Linked DNA regions of Anser cygnoides: region 1 is linked to region 2. A link is a contact called in public Hi-C data. All regions are on one chromosome and are shown on one strand. Each heading gives the region's core, a stretch centred on a gene start, on an enhancer-like site or on the middle of the called end of the contact. The rest is flanking DNA. Distances are from core to core; before and after follow the strand shown. Region 1 has its middle 51 kb from the start of NDRG1. Region 2 overlaps TG (thyroglobulin).

Region 1 (3,912 bases), core at 1,335-3,834, 190 kb before region 2:
CCATGGCATACACAATACCATATTAAAAATGCCATTTATGATGATTATGTCATTTTTGTTGAAACAAAATCTGCAGCAAATGGCTAGAATACTGCTATTCAAACCCCTAAGAAAAGCAGAGCTTCCCTAGCATCGGTTGCTGGAAGTCTGACCTTTTTGCAATGTAAATACTCTCTGGGAGGATAAGAGGTACAAAATATGGCTCCAAGTCTCAAAGTTTGCATCGAGAGTCCCAGCTAGGATTAATTAACATTCCTGCAAATTGGATTCCAGTGACAGAGAAATGTTTAACATTCAGTGCTGTAGGTTACCTGTGCTAGATGTTATCCAGCAAATGTCTGCCCTACAGCAGGCTTCCTTACGAGTTTCCTGGCAGCCATGCTGTTTTCATTGCTCCTAAGAGCTCACCCCCCGAAAAAAAACTGAAAAGCTGTGTCAGGAGAAGAAGAAATCCTTCTTCTCCATCCTTCTCTGTGTGTTTGCCTTGCATTCAGGTTCTCACAAGCCCATCACTTTTCCATCCTGCTCAGCAGCGCGTGCTGTGGGTACTGAGTGCAGCCGGGCAGGTCCTACAACCCCATGGAGCATCCTACTGAGCTCACCTGTGACCGGACAAGTAGCCTCTATGGACACCAAGCAGCACACTGAAAATGAAGTGGTGATGTGGAATCCTGGCTTTTTGCCCTCCTTGGCAAAGCTCCAAGAGACTTCAAGAGCATTTGTTTCTCTGCAGTGAGGCAAGAATGCAGCGTCTTATCTAGCTTCCTGCCAAATGTACGGCAAGAAGGTAAATTCCTAGAAGACATTTCAAAACCAATTTTCAAGTGTATATTTTCCAATCAACCCTACAGGATTTATTTGCTGAGAGCAATTGTTTGCCATTCAGTGCAACGTTTTTTTCAGGCTCCAGTGCCTTGGCTCTCCCACTCAGGGACTCTGTCTCAGGTATTTTCCTCTTCAGAGCAGGTCGGGCCTCACCTGCTGAGGGCTGGGCTGCTCCCTGCAGGATGCCTTCAGACTGAATCCCAAGTACATTCCTGAAATACTTGTTGGGTGGATCAAACTTATTCTGGGGTCTGTCCTGCTTGAATATGTAAAGGATTCCAGTGTTATCTGGTATATCTGATAGGGCACTGGCCTATGCTCTCCTCTTGTACCTTATCTTCCCTCTCTACGATCAGCCAGAAAATGCTGGTGCTGCTGTTACTGAGGGTAATTCCTCCCTCCACTGCTCCCCAGGGTGAGACGTGTCCACCAACACAGGCTCCTAACACAGCTCACCACGTGCAGTCTGCCAAGGTTTTATTAGCCAAGTCCCTTTCCCACAAGAACAAGCTGTAAATATTATTTTTTCTAATGAATACTCAATATCAATAATTTATTTCTTTGCAGAGTATAGGAGAAATTATCCTTTTGGGGGCGTGGTGGGGGAGAGGGGAGTTTGTTGGTATGCACACTGTGGGAAGTCTGCACATACTCAGCACCTGCAGCAGACTCAGGTACCGTGTGACTGTGATTGCAGCCTGCTAGTAACCTGGGAAATCTTTACTTTTCCTGGGAAAACATAGATGCAAATAAAGTAAAAATGCATCCTAAGAGGGGGCGATTAAAGAATTAGTCATTTCAGACAAAAGTATTGAGGGAAAAAAAAAAGAAAAACAACTGTTTTTTTTTGTTGTTTTTACTTTTCCAGTTAAAAATCAACAACAAACAAAGCAAACAAACAGGATTCCCAGTTCCAAATAACCTTTGCTTTCACAAATCAGAGTTTGCTGGATCCTGGGTTGTTTTGTGCAACATTTGGGCTGGAAGCAGCCCTTAAAGATCAGGAGGCCCAGGTCTTCAGGAGCTCCAGGGCCCTTTTCCTTCTCCGCATTTTGGGCAATGTCTTGGCACTGAAGCTTCAGCAGAGACTTTCCAAGCTGGGGGACCTCTTTTAGAAATTGTGTTTGAAGGGAGAGAAAGAGAAGCATTTTGCATCCTCTTAGCGTGAAAAAAACTGTGAGTAAATGGGCAGTTGGTGTGGAGCTGGAGGAGGAGCAGAGGCAGGACTGACACTGGTGCCCTGCCACATTGAGCAGGACATCCCTGGGATGAAGGGTGAAGATGGCGTGAGGGATGGTGGGAATGGGCAGGCAGGACAGGAATCAGTGAACAATCAGCCTTGCAGCTGTGTTTGAAGGATGCTGGGACAAAAAACTAGACTGTGAGACAAGGAGATGGCCTTTATCAGATTAGTTGGCACATCTGGAAAAGGCAGAAGGTGCTTCTGGACTGCAAGCCCTTCTCCAGGCTACTCTCATGCCTACAGGTTGGTATGGTTTACCCATCTGCAGCAGGTGGAAATATTTCCTCTTCCTGCAGACTTCATATCACTTGCATTCAGAGACCTGAATGGATGTCACTTCTGAAATGACACTGACATTTGTAGCTAGCAGAACTTGTAAGAGCACTTTTCCTACCCAACATGAACACTCCAGCACAGCTACACATGAAGGGGTGTGCTTGCTTCCCATAGTCCTTTCTTGTTTATTTATTTATTTATTTATCTCCTGAAATATGCCTGAAAACTCAAATGGCTTACAGTTGAAAACGTTAAGCATCTTTCTGCTGCTGCGTCTTTGTGGGAAGCCACAAAAGGGGTAATCCTCTGGAACCAAGGGATGACCCATCTGTCTGTACCAGCGATAATTCCTCTTTTGGAGGAATACAAAACCTGAAAGAGCTGCAACTGCAGCACTGCTGTCCTAGCTTTAGGGTTGTTCTTCAGAGGCAGTCAAACAATCAGTTCAGTAAATAAATCTTGTGACTTGCTTTCTCCCACTCACACTTGCCAGAGCCAACAAAAGATATAATAATATTCATTGTTTTCGTTAAAAATAACACGGGGGAAGTAATACTTCCCCTTAAATGAGTCAGCCTGAGGCAGCTTTTTTTAAAGAATGGTGAATCTTGTTACAGGACATTTCAGCTTCTGAGAAATGCCAGTGCAAGGTCTCCACAAATGTGTGTCCACTCCCAGCAGGCCCGTCAGCAAAGGTCAGTGGACAGACCAAGCATCTGTCTAGGGTTTCAAAATGCTGGTGTCCTTCAGAAAAGGTTAACTTTGGTCAGATCCTGACAGTTTGAACAGGATGATGGAGCCCCTGTAGGCAGTGCTGTCCCAGTAGACAGTGCAGTTAAACAGTTCAGTTGAGTAAGCAGTGGGGGCTTTTGGCTACAAGCTGATGTTTATTTGCATTGTGGCATGGACACTGACCGATGCTGACCTGGCTTCTGCTCAGGCTGGAGAACATCTGACCTTGTTTCCTCCCTTCTCCCTTCCCAGATCAGGTCCTGGGGTGACAGGGCCAAGTTCCGGCACCAGTGGTTTGAATTCTAGCATTTAGAAATCCAAACTATTTTTTTTGTCTATCTTGCTCATCCTGCTCAGTGTTGTTATTGCACAACTTCGCCTTTCAGCACTGAGCGACGTGCTCCCTGCCTACAGCTCTGTGCAGTAAGCTGGGTTCGTTACTATTATGGCCATTATTAAAACACAAAGGAGAGATAAAGGCATGTGTTTCAAAATGAAAAAGCAACAGGATGGCAGATGCACACAAGTGGTTGAGTAGTTATCATGTTTCTGTATAGAACTTCTTATCTGAAGTGAAATTTTCATGTTACATTTTGAACTCTCATAAACACCTGCTGAACAGAAGGCAAAGCACAGTAAAGCAGTGCTTAACTTCAGGATGGCATTGACCAGGCTTCATCATATCCCTGGGTAAACAGCATCGAGAGTGCCCAACAGTTCCCTTAGCACAATAATCTATTTCAAATGATAACGAGAATTTAATCAATTAGTGATTTCCCGGGGGCGTTCATCAGGCATCACAAATCACCACCGATCTTTGCTCAAGCACACGACTG
Region 2 (3,588 bases), core at 1,054-3,553:
CCAATGGAAGAAAATAAAACTGAGGCAGCAGACAATAAATTTAAGAACTTGAAATCTCACGCTAAATGAGAAAAATACACATAAATCATTGATCTTAATAAAGGAAGGAAGCGTTGTTATCATCTCAGAACTCCTAAACAACACATTACAGAATTTTGCCAGGGAATTACTGTATTAAAAAGCTAGCAATAGGCATGCTGACACTGGAGTGTCTTTTGTGGTGGGGCAGTATGCTGAATGAATGGATGAATTTGCTTAAAAAGTGGATGTGTTTATCTGAACCCCCAGAGCACCAAAGGTTTCTCTACATATACAGACTCTGGATTTATCTGCTAGATTACATTTTCTGGAAAGAGCCCATTCCATTGCAGCACATGCAGTTCCAAAAAGAGATTTGTACTTTTTTGAGTCTGAGCTGAATTTTGCTTAACGTAAAGCTGATTTCTGATGCTTCTGAGTTTGGTGCTTTGTACATTTACATCTACCTTCCTAACTAAGATCAGATCCAAGTACTGAAAAATCTGCTGAATGATAAAGGCCACTAAGCCACTCTGTGGGAAGAAAAAACAAGTTGTCTAGACCTCAAAACTTCGGCAGCAGAGACACTGTCTACAGACATGAGAATGGCGTGATGTGTTTGATTTAGCGAGTGTTTTCATAGCTGCAGCAGTCACAATGCAACAGATAAAGCCAGAAGGATGAGAGGCAATTCCAACAAGAACAGCGAAACAATTTTTAGGAGATGAGAGGGAGGTCAGCTTTATAGAGAACAGTGACAAGCTGTTGTTGCAGCAAGTGTACTACCTAAGGCCATTGTGTTGCCTGCCCAGCCATGGAAGCAACGGGCATCACATCTGTGCTTGTTACCACCTCTCTGGTGCCTCACCTGCCCTCTGTGGTTAGGTGAATTCCTTTGAAACCCGGAGACCTGATCTGTGCCTTTCTGTCTGCCTCCACAGCACCCTGTTCAATAGTGGTCCTCCATACTATGAGGTGTTGCTACTCATGGACTAATAGAGACAGTCACGGGGAGAGCCTCAAGTGGACAACACGTGGAGGGCAGATTAAAGGACTGCAGAGTAATCTGCACGGGTTATGTTTATTATGAAAGCAGAAGAGATCTCCTTCGATTAAAGTGATATTAAGAGCAGCCAGAACTAGTTCAGCATATCAGCACATAGAAAATGAAAATACTTCACATAGTTAATGGATTTATACACTTTTTTTTTTTTTGTCAGTCAGGAGTTCTCATCTTCAGAATTACAGATTCATATAAAGTGTGACTGCAATCCAGCCAGTTATGTTCACCTTGGCATGGAGCAGTCTTTTAACAGCTCACAATAACATACATAAGAGTGCATAGTCAGGAGGTGAAGACAGCCCTAACCAAAATGACTCAAAATAGACAGCAGCTCATTAACGTTGGAGGAATCTGACCAGTGCACAACAGTTTAAGAGTTTTGTTAAAGCTTTCGTGTCAATCATGATGGTAATATTAATAAGATAGAGCCTCTTTAAGTCTCAGTTTAGACCCCTCCATTGATAATAATGATGCTTTGCCATCCTATGCAGCTGATGATCTGGTCTCCTCAGTGAGCAGAGCACTGAATTTTATCCATCATCATATTTAAGACAGCACATCTGGCACCACAGTGTGACTTGGAAACTATGCTGGCCCAGAAAACAGTGCTACTTCATATATCAGTAACATGCAAAAATCACCCAGAAACCTCTTCAAGGGTTAACAAGGCAAATCTTTGTACAGTTCATAATATTATCTCTCAAAACATACTTTCTTCTATCGCATATTTCTTTACTGTAACTAAAACTGTACTCCAGCCCTTCCCACTAATCCTAGGCAATGCTGAGCACTCACATTCCTCCTGCATTGTTTACAGTAAGTGTTTACTCCAAGGCCTAAGTGTTCTCAGAAAGAGAGTGACAAAATGGCATCTGGTCTACATATATTTTTGCCACAGATCATTAATGCAGGAGCTGGCGATGCATCTCACTTCATTCAAACAGGAACTGAAGAGTAAAGCAGACGCTGTGCCACGCCAAGCTTGGGAGAATGCTACCACGTGGAAGAGGATAGCTTGCTGTCTGCAAGATCAATTTATCTATACGACAACTGTCAGTTTATGGTTTTATGTGATTTTCCACATATGCCATAGACATCAGTCTAGAGTGGGATGTTTAGTCCTGCCCTTGCATCTGTGCATGTCTGAGTGTGTGTGTACATTTTAGAAACATCCAGTTGTCACACAGGCTTTTGCTAATTGATTTGTACTCCTAAAAGTTCCTCTGTGTTTAATAACTTTTTGTCTACTTTGTATCACTGCCGTTGGGTCTGTCTTTACTGGCTGACTTCTCCCTCCCTTTTGTTTATCTTGCTGTGAATTATTAAGGGACTGCTCCATGTGAAACAAGAGGAAATACCAGTACTTTTTCATCTCTGCATTTTAACCCTGTCTTCTGTTACACATTTAGGGTGACACACATAAAGAAGGAGAGAGGTGACAGAGTAGAAATGAGTCACTGTACTGTGCAGTAGCCTAATTAGAAAATGGCCATTTCCACAGTCAGGATATTTTATCTAACAATAAATAGTCTTCCATTGCTGTAATTACATTATTTTAGTGTAACCACTCCAAAACCCCTGTGAGGTGGTTAGTAGTAGTAGTCATTATAGATATAATAGATATTATTAACATTATCATCTTTATGATATAAGCAACACACACAAAGAAGAAAAGGCCCATATCCTGTGTAAACTGAGATCTTTGAAAGAAGTTAGGCTCCTAAGACGTCAAAAGTGTTATTTTATCTCTTATGTTGTCCCATGGACATAATGCTGTAGATGCTTATATTTATACAAACAGAGGTTATGGCAAACCTAGATGTGATTCAATATCAAACAGGTTGAGAAATTATTTTTCTACCAAATGCCTATGAGTGATCAGAATATCTAGTGAGGTGTTCCTCCAGCCACATTCACCAGTATTTGTGCCCACAAAATACCCCATACATGCCTACTATGTGCAAAACGTACTATTGGTTATTGCATTCATTGACACAAAGAAATGGCTGTAATTGTGTTCTTTTATTCAGAAATGTAATAGCTGAGTGTTTGCAGGGTCTCTGATTCAATTTTCACCTCTGCTGAGAGGTTCAAACCCACACATCGCACCTTCTAGCCTAAGCTGATGTCGCTCTGCAGAGTATCTGTTCCTCATCCTAAGGAGAGTCATAATTTTCAAGGAAGAACTTGATAACTGGCAGCACTAATTACTCTAGTGAATATGAAGGCCCCTTGGGAGTTGGTGACATGGTTGACAGATCTTTCTCTAAGATACCCATGTACATCATTGGTTTTAATCCCGTAGGGCACATCACCAATAATGTTGCCAAGCAGTTCATTTTTTTTGGTTTCAGATTACTAGCGGTTTCTTGCAAATTTTAGCCACTGTCCCATGTGAAGCTGCTGGCCCCCACAGTGCTGCTGCACCGGCTTGCAGGGAGGCTGCTGGGCAGCTTGCAATGCACGTATGCTGTATGGAGGGGGGAATGCCGTAGGGAGATTGAGGA

The links. A called contact is a pair of places that touch in the nucleus more often than the background predicts.
Region 1: a contact with region 2 is called in a Hi-C map of liver, with 1.9 times the contacts expected there. The contact joins two enhancer-like sites. A contact is called at or near these places in 2 of 7 Hi-C or Micro-C datasets (granulosa cells and liver).

The regions. Positions count from the first base shown.
Region 1 is chr2:155,677,508-155,681,419 of Taihu_goose_T2T_genome, reverse strand. No RefSeq gene overlaps it. Among named protein-coding and RNA genes, the nearest start is that of NDRG1, 51 kb to the right of the region's middle. Within about 2 kb of position 2,584, at least 2 of the 3 cell types and tissues checked have open chromatin away from gene starts, as enhancers often do. A contact at or near this core is called in liver, where this site is marked.
Region 2 is chr2:155,485,351-155,488,938 of Taihu_goose_T2T_genome, reverse strand. The region is part of intron 45 of TG (thyroglobulin); the gene reads right to left. Among named protein-coding and RNA genes, the nearest start is that of SLA, 24 kb to the right of the region's middle. Within about 2 kb of position 2,303, at least 2 of the 3 cell types and tissues checked have open chromatin away from gene starts, as enhancers often do. A contact at or near this core is called in liver, where this site is marked.